Regions from separate parts of the Mus musculus genome. Here region 1 is linked to region 2. The links are chromatin contacts, called in public Hi-C maps. All regions are on one chromosome and are shown on one strand. Each heading gives the region's core, a stretch centred on a gene start, on an enhancer-like site or on the middle of the called end of the contact. The rest is flanking DNA. Distances are from core to core; before and after follow the strand shown. Region 1 overlaps Map3k5 (mitogen-activated protein kinase kinase kinase 5). Region 2 overlaps Map3k5 (mitogen-activated protein kinase kinase kinase 5).

Region 1 (5,541 bases), core at 2,788-5,287, 120 kb after region 2:
AGCTGTGGTTGAGAACAAGTTTAATAAAGGGCTGTGTGCATTCCAAATGTCTCAGTTGTAGCCAATGATGAAGAATCGTTGTTTCCTTGACTTTATGACTAAGTTGGGCTCCTAGGGATGGTAGTTTTCAAAGGATGGCTGGATCCTTGGCACTTGGGCGACAAGAACTGGATTAAAATCTGGATTTCTGTTGTGTGTCCCACCTGACTCGTCAGAACTCACGTGCATGAACCACCAGTGTCGGAGGCTAAGCAGGCCCAGCCGTACAGCATGTTTATAATACAGGAAGAATAACTTATACACTGGGGTATTCACATCAGCTGGGATAAGCCTTTCCCAGCTGTCAATCATGCCCAGGCCCTGGCTATCAAAACATTAGCAAGTCACCTGTCACAGAAACCAGACAGCTGCCCTGCAGCACCCTGATTCTGATTGTCCTGATATTTTAAGTTATTGTATGTTTGAATACATTCGGTCCTGTTAAGTCTGATAAGGGGTAGTGTTTAGGCAGACAGGCTACAGGCTGGATAGCATGAAAGCACCCAGTGAGTGTGCAGTTATCCATTTCCAAAAGGATGTCTGTGCATCCGCCTCCAAGTGGCTTCTCTCAGAACTGTGGCCTTTTCAGATCCAACCTGTGGAGTGCTGGCTCCACTACTGTGTTCATGAGACAACTGTGGACTGGCTGCACTAGACTTTTATAGTTTGCCCACTAACAGGTTATAATAACTAAAGGATCTTCACACGACAAAATACATCTTATACGAGCTAATATCGGCCACTATGAGCGGTGTTGTTATGAGGCCCAGCTATCTAGCCCTTAATGTAGAAAATTCCAAAAGGTACTATTGTCTTTTTTATAGTACTAACTTATCCATAAAGGGACCTGCCTTGGCGAGAACTTTCTGACAGCTAAGGCATTCTCTGTGTTCTTTGTGAGGAGAGACTGGCGGACACCACATCAGTAGCATTTCTTGTATATAAGTAAGACCTCCCTTGGAGCGAGCGTTCTGTGACACCTGAGGAGGCCTGTGGTAAATAATGTGATGAAACGCCTGCTGCTTCCTCCCTATGAGGAGTTCCGTGGCTTGTGGGGAAGACCTTGTGGACCTTTGGTCGGTGAAGTTCAGTGAGGATCAATAAGCTTCTTTCGGAAGCTTCCGGAAGGACTCGGAGTCTGGGCTTTGGTTTGGAGCAGGACTGGAAGAGAAAAGGGAAAAGAATGACCTTGGCTCGGAAGAAGAGAGCAAAGTCCCACGGAGGCAGTGTAAGCAAGTGTGAGCCTGGGGCGTTCAGGGTCAATAGGAGCCTTTCCCGCTTACCAGGGAGGGGTGATGATGGCAGTGGCAAATATATTGGTAGGCAGGGTGGTATACAATCACAATTTGTTTCCTGAATGAGGAAAGAGAATTTAGACGTGTGCTGTCTGTCATTGAAGCCACTTAAAGTCTAAGGGCTGGCAAGAAGGCAGCATAGAATAGCCAGGATAGGGTCAGAGTGAAGCTGCTGCGAAGGTGGAAAAACTTGTATTACCTGCTGCTTGCTGAGTGACCTGGGCCGTCCAGATAACTCTTCCTGTAGCCTCCTTACATGAAGAAAAGACGATAACTTATGGAGAGTGCATGTGATAATTACCACGAGTCCCCCGGCACAGGGCTAAATGCACAGAACGTGCGTCAGTGATGTTACCACTGTGGCTGTGAGACGTATCTCACCTTGACATAAGAGTTTGGGAATCTTGGACCCTGGAGGGGCAGGGAAAAGGCTGCTAAAGGAAAGAACCAGAAATGAAGTAGTCAGGGAACCTAGAGCGGGAAAGGGGGGTTGCAGCTGCAGAGTGGCGGGTCACTTGAAAAGAAAAGGGGAAAAAATGTATAATGTCATTAGGAAGATTAACTAAATGGAACTATTAAGTGTTAGTGGTTCAAAGTCTAAGAGTGATAACACCAGCAGGTTCTAGGTTTCGCCTAGAAGGGAAGGGTGAATTCTGGGGGAGTTTCATTTTGGACCCGGACACTTGGAACTGATGACCTACAAGCACCTACAGAGATACAGTTTGTTCAGACAACCCGGGCACAATCGATGTGTGTTCTAATCATACCTCTTTGAAGTGCACTGCCTTGTTTACAACACTCTAAAGTAGATGCAGACATGGTCTTATACTGGGCAGAGAGCAAGGCTAGGAGAGATCTTCAGAGGCTTAACCAGAAAGAGCAAGGTTACCCAGGGACACTTGGAACAGAACGCGACTAAAGGAATTAGCGATGAACACAGTCCTAGAATGAGTGCAGAGCCAATGGATTTTGGAAGACAGGAAGAGAACAAGGACGGAGCCAGAGATTTTTGGAAACAGTACTTCTTCCAACTAGATGTTTTGTTTGCTCTTTCAGAAGGGTTCTCTCTGTTAAGTGGGTCTGGTGTGGATGTTTTTAGTCTCTCTGACAATTTTTACAGTATGCTAAGAAATGCATGTGTTAAGATATAAATGGGTATGTGAGGCAGGGCTATTGGCTTAGGCTGTGAATTATCCACCATCTACTTCTGTGTTCTTTAAAAATGTATTTATTTATTTTGCTTGCATCCATGTATATGCAATGTATTATTTTGGGGGGCTACAAAGATCAGAAGAGGGCCCCCGGATCCATTGGAACTGGAATTATAGATGTCCGTGAGACATCCTGTAGGTGCAGGGAATGAGCCTGGCCTCTCTGTGGGTGCTCTAACTCCTAAGCCATCCCTCTGCTTCTCCCACTGTCTCTTGACATATGTGGGCTGCACCTGTGGTATCCCATCCCCTGTAGTGGTCATAGTAAAATAGTCCATGTACAAAAACTTAAGCTTTTGCAAACCAGTGTCCCTCTGGGTTGTAAGTTGGTTCTCTGTAGACATCCATTCAGTCCAAATCTTGAAGACTGCATGAGGCATAGTTAATGAATCCTAGCCCTGTACCTGTTCCCTGTGGGCGTTTGATGTTTCCAGTCAGTACCTGAGGAAAGTCTGCATGTGTATTGTGCAGGCTGCCTGCCCTCTCTTAGCCCAGCTCTTGGCAGTGGCCATGTAGAGTGGTCAAGATAACTGTGTGAAGGATTCTTACCCAGTTCCAGGTGGTCAGTCTTTCCTGCTTATGGTGTGTTTGGCCATAACTCCCAAGTTCAACCAAGAGGGAAACGGTATTTCCTATCCTGAGAAGTTCAGAGACGGGTTCTTTCTGAGGGGGATTTTGTACCCGAGTTCTGAGCTCAGTTCTCTGTAAGTTGTTGGCTGTCTTCTCATGGTCATAAACAGCTACTCCAGGCATTGCCTCATACAGACAGCATCCCAGAAAGGAGAATCCAGCCCAAACCTTCATAACAACAGCCAGCCACCTGTAAGGAACTTGAACTGTTCATGGCCAGTTTAGACTAAATTCCCTGCCCCAGCAGATCCTGAACAACAACAACAACAACAAATCCAAAAGCCCTGTTGTTACTGTTAGCTAGGGAGAAGGGACAAGGGAGGAATGACTGTTAGCTCAGGTAAGCAATAAGGCCTGACAGTATAATTATTAAATTATTACTACCACTTTCACTGCTAACTCCTACTTCTTATTCCTGCCCTTGGCAGGGCGTGGAATTTGGGGTGGATCAGTTCCTAGAAAACAGTGCTTCTTTGCTGGTTCAAACAGGTAACCATGGTGTGGGGTCTGCTGGGGCTAATTAACCTCTCCAGCTCTGCATCTCTGGATCCTGGTACTTACTCTGCAGCTCACCAGTGCCTCCCTGTGGTGAGTCCCTGCTAGCCGTGAAGGTTGGGCCTCCTCCAGTGCAGTGGCTGTAGCTTAGGCTTTGAACTTAAGAGCACTGTAGTGAGATGTGTCCAGGCAAAGCAGCCTTCAGGAAACCAGATACTCAGGAAGTAGTCTGCTCTTTTCCTACCAAACCAGCCTGGTCTATTGAGGAACCCATCCTTGGTTTCTCCCAGTGCCACTTTAGAGCTGTGTGTACCTGCCACCCAGCCTGCTCTGCTCTCATGCCCAGTCCCAGCCCAACCGTGGTCTTGGGCAACAGCTCAGCGGCAGACTGCAGAGGTAAGGGTACACTGTGCGTTTGAGTCACACATAGGTCAGCAGCGAAGTCTGGGTCACACAGTTATGGAGACATTTTGACCTCAGGTTGACAGACAATAGGAGTGAGATTGAGAGCAGAGGCCGAAGGCTGCTGTTTTAATTTGCTGCTGTCTAGTACTTGGTTCCTTTATATGTGGCCTTTCTTTTTCTTAATTTAAATGTATACACACATTTTCATCGGTTTACTGGTTCACATATGTGTGCAAGTACGTGTGCACACATGCATGTATGTATATGTCCAGGTGTACATGCATATGTGTGTATGTGTGAAGGCTGAGGACAGCTTCAGGTGGCATCTTCATGAGTGCTGACTCTTTTGAGACAGGGTCTCTGAATGGCCTTGGATTCACCAGGTAGGGCAGAATGATTGACTTCCTGCCTCTGGCCCACTCAGGGATTGCATGGGGCCTGCCACTCCCTGGCATTTTTACATGGGTTCTAAGGAATCAAACTCGGGGCTGTGTTTGCAGGTGAGTGCTTTAGTGACCTAGTCATCGCCTCAGCTCCCCACTAGGCCTTTCTGCATTGCCCTCCCTCCCTGGACCTCACAACAGAATCTGCTAAAATCCCAGTAAGGTGCACTAAACACTGGTTTTTGAATAGTTTGCATCAAACTTGAGAGGGCCTATCCACACTCCTGGTTGGATGGCCCTAGGAAAGATATAGGAGTTGTGGATAGAGATTGTAGGTTTTTGGGTTGCTTTTGCCAAGAGAAGAGTTCTAGACCACCTCAAAGCTGCAAAGCTCAGCTTCTGTTTCATTAGCCAGGACGAGGCCACAACCTCAGAGCAGTGGGGAAGGGGCTCTTTTCATGGTTGTTTTACATATCATACTATTAATTGCATGCTGTGGTCAAACATTTGATGATTTTTCAATGTCTGTTATAACTTTTACAGAGGGTAAAAAAATAATTAAGAAAATAATTAGGGTAGTTTCGCTGTTATTGAAGGAAGAGATCAAGCAGGAGAGACTTCTAAAGACTCCCAGGCAGGCTCTGGCATGGGTGTTAGTTGGTGATGGCGTGGGTGACAGTCTTGTCACTGTTGTCAGTCACAAGATGGAAGGCCACTCGCTGGTTTAGTAGATGAGCTTGAGACAATTTTCATTGCCTAGTGTAAGTTCAGAGTCATCCGCTGGGTCTTCGCTCTTACAGACAGAGTTCTGTTGATGGATAAGTTCGCTCCAATTGGCTGTCAGACTCCTAAATAAAGAACCATCTACTGGAGCCTTGTAAAGGGAGCCCATTGGATTTCAGCATCTGATCGGCAAGTTCAAAAAGAAACTGAATCCTGACGGTTCATTTTTATAGGACTCTCTAGGAAAGCTTTAAAAAAAAAAAAAAAAAACTTTGTTGATGTTCTGAATAAAGCTGATAGAAAACCGAATAAAACCCTAAACTGATGTTGATGGCAGAGTATCTGGCCGCCTTCTTCAGT
Region 2 (5,595 bases), core at 2,071-4,570:
GTGTGTGTGTGTGTGTGTGTGTGTGTGTGACTGTCTCTGTGTCTGTGTGTGTTTGGCAGCAAAATGCCTTTACCTGTTGAGCCATTATCTTACCAATCCAAGTAAGATGTTTAAAAGAAATAACTGGAATTGAAGGTGACAGAATTTTAAGTAACTTTGGTCAGGGAAATTTCCAGAAAGTGAGCAATGTTAGATGTCAGGTAGAGGGGTCTGAGCAACCACTGAGTGAACAAGCAGAAGTGAGTGATTTGGAAAAGTGTGTTTCTCAACCTATGAAATGCCTCAGCTGGGCTACCCACCCCCTGCTGTGCAGGTCCCTGTCCAGTTCCGACAATGGAAGTTATCCTCTGCCCCACACACTGCGCTGTGACTTTCTTCCCAGGCCCCTCTCATTCACACACAAAACAATAGTAAAGAAAGTAACAATATAAAAAGTAAAGAACGGGCATATTTGTGAAAGGGGCAGAGAAAGAAGACAGTTTTAGCAGAAGCAGAAGAAACTGCTATCGGCAGAGAGTACACTGGTCCACCCTGCCATTGTCTGCGCCTATGGGACAGGGCTAGGTCAGTATGCCCAGCTTTGTGAGAGCATGGAATACGAATTTCCAAAGACTTTATCATAGGAAGAACCTTTGGAGTAAGGTTAAGAGAGTAGTAAATGTACACAAACCAGATTAAATGTACTGATTTTGTTTTGTACAGTGTAGTCAGTACAACCAAAGGTCAGTGCTTCCCGTTGTTTGGTCTGATTTGGGGGATTGACCCTAAGGTGCTATGCACGTAACATGGGTGGTCTGTCATTGAGCTAAACCTCCTGAGTATTGTGTTCTAATTTTAATTGGTTTAAAATAGAGTCGCTTTTCTGGTGCTATTTGATAACTTAGGTGTATTTGAATTCACCATGAGACACCTTAGGCCTTCGTTACTGCTGGGACTTAACTTTATAGAAGTGTAGGTCTTGTTCGGGGATCGAAGAAAGGCCAGGTGTATTGGCTGGTATTGTGTGTCAACTTTACACAAGCTGGAGTTATCACAGAGAAAGGAGCCTCCCTTGAGGAAATGTCTCCATGAGATCCAACTGTAAGGCATTTTCTCAATTAGTGATCAATTGGGGTGGGGCCTCTTGTGGGTGGTGCCATCCCTGGGCTGGTAGTCCTGGGTTCTTTGGGAAAGCCATCTGAGCAAGCCAGGGGGAGCAAGCCAGTAAGTAACATCCCTCCATGGCCTCTGCATCACCTCCTGCCTCCAGGTTCCTGCCCTGTGTGAGTTCCAGTCCTGACTTCCTTCTGCGATGAACAGCAGTGTGGAAGTGTAAGCTGAATCAACCCTTTCCTCTCCATCATGCTTCTTGGTTGTGATGTTTTTCGAAGGAATACAAACCCTATTCATAGTAGCCAGGCTTCACATGCTATCAAATGTTAAAGAGCAGGGCCTGGAAGCCACATACTTTTGTTGTTTTCTCTACTACTTGAAATGCTTCATTGCTTGTAGCTCCAGCTATGTATAAAAATGATCTCTTTGCTTAGTTTCCCACTATTTATGTCTGCAGTGGAAACACTTCACTTTTTTCAAAGTCGCTGAAATTTTAGGCTTTCTTCATTTAGTGTTCTAACCAGTGTTCAGTGGAAACTGCTCTGACTAACTTCTCAAGTAAACTCTAGATTAACTTGAAGAAATTCCCACTACCAGCTCTGTCCATTCATTTGTATTCTTTGTCTATTTTCTATTTCAAAAAGAAGCTGCTCCGTCAAAAATGGTCCTTCTGTGGGAGAGCTGCTGATGGTTTACTCGTATTTTTGGGATCAACATCCTTACCCTTTTCACATATGGCACTGACAAAGATGTGCTGCGTGGACTGATGTGTCTTAGTTAGGGTTTTCCTGCTGTCAACAGACACCATGACCAAGGCAACTCTTATAAGGACAGCATTTCATTGGGGCTGGCTTACGAGATCAGAGATTCAGTCCATTATCATCATCACAGCATCATCCAGACAGCCCTGGTGCAGGAGGAGCTAAGAACTCTACATCTTCATCCAAAGGAAGACAGAAGGAGACTGTCCTTAAGCAGTTAGGAGGAGGCTCTTAAAGCCCACCTTCACAGTGACACACTTCCTCCAACAAGGCCACACCTACTTTAATAAGGCCACACCCACTTTAACAAGGCCACACACCCCCCAATAGTGCTACTCTCTGGACCAAGCATATTCAAGTCACCACAGATGTTTCTAAAAATGCTCTCTATCGTCTTCTATGCTGTCATCACCGCGGTAGGACAGGGAAGGTGGAGGCTATATAGAAACACTTATATCCTTAGGGTGACTTTAGCAGGGACTAGGTCTTCTTCATTTTTTACAAAGTGGTAAAACCTTATAAATCCAAATACAGATTCATAGTGAAGTTCAAGCCATCCTCTGCAGCTCTCCACATCCAGGAATACTGACATCCCAGGTAACTCAGTATAAACAATGTATAGTGTTTGTCTGCAATCTGTGAGTGTTCCCATTATCCTCAAGTCATAATGCCACATAAATGCTGCATACGTCATTCATATAAGAAGACACCATCTTTTCCCCAATTTATCTATTTATTTATTTACTGATTTCTCATTCTGTATAGTCCAGGCTGGCTTTTAATTCCCATTCTTCATGCTTAGCCTCCCACGACCATGGGTCCTGGCTGAAAATATGATTTTTATAAGAAGAAAATCATGGAAAGTTAAAATTTTCTATTTGATGCTTACTAGCTTATAGTCTGTCTAAAAGAGTGAATGAGTTCACCTGGTGTTGAGTTCACCTGGCGTTTTGAAGGCTACATCTTAACATTCAGATACAAGATGGAGAAGTGGAATTTATTAGAGATTTAATCGGCTCTAGTAATTAGTGTATTGAGACTTTCTCTGAGATGTTCTATTTAACTTAGGAGATCATTGTGGCATACATTTGCTCCGTAAGTCTTTTAACAGCCCCAGATATCTTTTAATCACAAATACTGACTTGTCTGGTTTGCTAAGCCAGAGATTTTAGTTACCTATGTGGGCCAGTGGGTCTGACCGTGAAGGGCGTAAATCAAAACCTGAAAGAACCTCCGGCTCTGCCCGTCACCATGGGTAAACTGAGATAAGGCAGGCAGGGAGTGAAGATCTGCCAAGAACCCCAACCCCCACCCCACCCCCTACCCTACCCCCCTGCGCCCCACTTGGCTGTGAGGCCAATGCCCGCCAGCTGTTTTTGTTTGCAAATCTTGAAGTGTTCCCAGAGGTCATGTTTGTCAGCATTTCTCTGCTTGTTCTTGCTTGATCCTGTACTAAAAGGAATCTGGAGCCTCAACCCAGCAGTGGCTCAGCTGAAGCAGTTACAGATTAGCAGACAGTCTCTGCTCTCAGGCATGGGGCAGAGAGTTGGCTCTGGTCTTGGTTGAAGGAGTTCCATGCTTTGGGATTATATTAAGTGGTTTCTTGCCTGCCTCATGACCCGTAGTGTGGCCAAAATGGCTGTCTGGGGACAGAGATTATTTCTTGAAATGTGTACAGTCTATATTCGTACACGTGTATCCCCAGTGGTCAGAAGAAACAAACAAGCAAAGCCATGATGTTGGGAGAGGAATTGAAGTCGTACACTAAGATGGCCAGAACTGGGGCTGGATTTGGAAGGCTGCAGTGTTTGAACCTTGGCCCTGCCAGTTACTGACTCTGATTCTGTCTTCATGCTTCGCTGAGCCCCCGAGTTTCTGTTTGCTGCTGGTGTGTTCTGCGGGGAATTAAGCTTAGGGCCTTGCACATGCAGGGCAAGGGCTTGACACTGAGTTCCGTCCCAGATCCCCACGCTTCCTCCTCTAAGATCTGGGGATCTACAGTTACAACCCTGCAGGCTAGCTGAGAAGCTAAATGTGACCAGGCGTGTAAGGGGTCTTCACGCCATCTTGGAGACCATGGGCCACCAAGGTAGTAAGGATTTCAAGGCTGTATAATCTAACATCTTACCTGATCTAGAATCTGCCAGGAGGTTTTCTTTTGATGTATCTTTACTACTGTAAATTAATAAAATTATCTTTTATTTAATTTAAATAAAAATTTAAATAAGATAAAAATTATTATTGTAGGGGATCAAATTTCAAATTTCTAGTTTCTATCAATATGCTGTGTAAATAAAGATCTCCAAAGCTGAGATAACCAATGCAAAGAGGGAATAGGTTTGTTTTGAGCCCATTTTAGAGTTTCAGTGCTTTGGGACCTGTTGCAAGGCGGCATATGACAGAGGAAGCCTATCTGCCATATGGCAGCTGGGAAATAAGAGAGGAGCCATGGAAGGGTCCTAGTAGCCCCCCCACGAGTGGCCTAACTGCCTCCCACTAGGCGCATCTCCTAAGGATTCTACCAGCTCCCAGTGGAGCCAAGCTTGAGAGCAGACTTCCAACCTGGGTCTCTGGAGGACATTAAAGATGTAAATGGTAGATAGCCATTAGGCCTGAGTGACTGACATCGTAGCGGGATATCACGTAGGAACCCGACCAGGTTAAAGTGATCTCAGAGCAGACCATGATCTCTTTCATAGAGCTGAGAGTCCCAGCATCTGCCCCACAGTGGGGGAAATCCTGCCGTGCAGAACCAGGAGGGTCACTCTGAGTTTCAGTCTCAGCCTCTTCTGTATCCTTCTGACAGCAAGAAAGCTTGTGTTTTAAACCCTAGGGAGATTAACCTGGGAAAGAAAGACCAGCAAATGTTGTCTTGACCAACATTTATATTTTAGTGTTGGTTTATTATTTTGAGAGGTCTGTGTTCCACTTTTCTGTTGTGTCGCCACACAAAACATATTGGCTTCAAACAGCAGCCTGTTATCTGTCACAGCCTAATGGGTTGAGTAGGTTCCTGGGTGTGTCCACACTTTGCTGGGTCTGTAATCACCTGGAGACTTAACTGGGCTGCAATGTCCAAGAAGGGTCATTCCAATGACTGGGTGCTGACACAGCTGTCTGCTGGCCTCAGATATACCCCTCCCTACATCTGCCATGCAGCCTTTCCGTCCAACAAGGTTAGCTTTTGAGAGGAGCAGTCTGTGATCGTGCCAAGAAGAATGAAATAGAAGCTGTCAGTTATCTGAAGTTGATCTCCACTTTTTAAGAATGTTCCTTGTGCTGCATTCGCTTGATCAGAGAAGTCACATTGCCAAGCTGGAATTGAAGGGAGGGAAATGCTTCAGTGGGAGAGAGGGGTCAGGAATTCATGGTGGCTGTCTTTGGAGGCACTCACCTCAGTCTGAAGTTCTTGCATGCGTCGCCCAGATGTGCACAGATGCAGTTGGCTGATCTGCAGGTCATTAGCTTTCATCCTGTTTTGCCTCCACCTCATAGCCAAACCATGGAGAGAGACCTAGGCTCTGGCTTCTAGAATAGGCATTGCATTTTTAAGAAAGTGGTCATTGAAAACAGAATGAGAACAATCACAGACTATGGTAGATTGTTTTCCTCTATGCATTTTGAGTCTCCATAGATAGGCCTGGTAGAAAGTTATCATCTAGCCTTGTTTCTATTGTGATAAAATACCCTGGCAAAAAGGACACTTGGGGGAGAAAAGGAGTTTGTTTTAGCTTTACAATTC

What was found. Hi-C and Micro-C count contacts between places; a contact is called where the count stands out from the background.
Region 1: a contact with region 2 is called in a Hi-C map of liver, with 1.6 times the contacts expected there. The contact joins two enhancer-like sites. A contact is called at or near these places in 1 of 15 datasets of contacts at CTCF or cohesin (large pre-B cells), 12 of 484 Hi-C or Micro-C datasets (the AML12 cell line, bone marrow-derived macrophages, embryonic stem cells and 4 more), 8 of 115 datasets of contacts at active chromatin or transcription factors (the HPC-7 cell line, acute myeloid leukemia, extraembryonic endoderm stem cells and 4 more) and 3 of 9 other capture datasets (adipose tissue, liver and pancreatic islet).

Annotation. Positions count from the first base shown.
Region 1 is chr10:20,069,669-20,075,209 of GRCm38.p6, forward strand. The region is part of intron 11 of Map3k5 (mitogen-activated protein kinase kinase kinase 5); the gene reads left to right. Among named protein-coding and RNA genes, the nearest start is that of Map7, 99 kb to the right of the region's middle. Within about 2 kb of position 4,038, at least 40 of the 459 cell types and tissues checked have an H3K27ac peak or open chromatin away from gene starts, as enhancers often do. A contact at or near this core is called in hepatocytes and liver, where this site is marked.
Region 2 is chr10:19,949,866-19,955,460 of GRCm38.p6, forward strand. All of the region lies in intron 1 of Map3k5 (mitogen-activated protein kinase kinase kinase 5), which reads left to right. Among named protein-coding and RNA genes, the nearest start is that of Map3k5, 18 kb to the left of the region's middle. Within about 2 kb of position 3,321, at least 17 of the 459 cell types and tissues checked have an H3K27ac peak or open chromatin away from gene starts, as enhancers often do. A contact at or near this core is called in hepatocytes and liver, where this site is marked.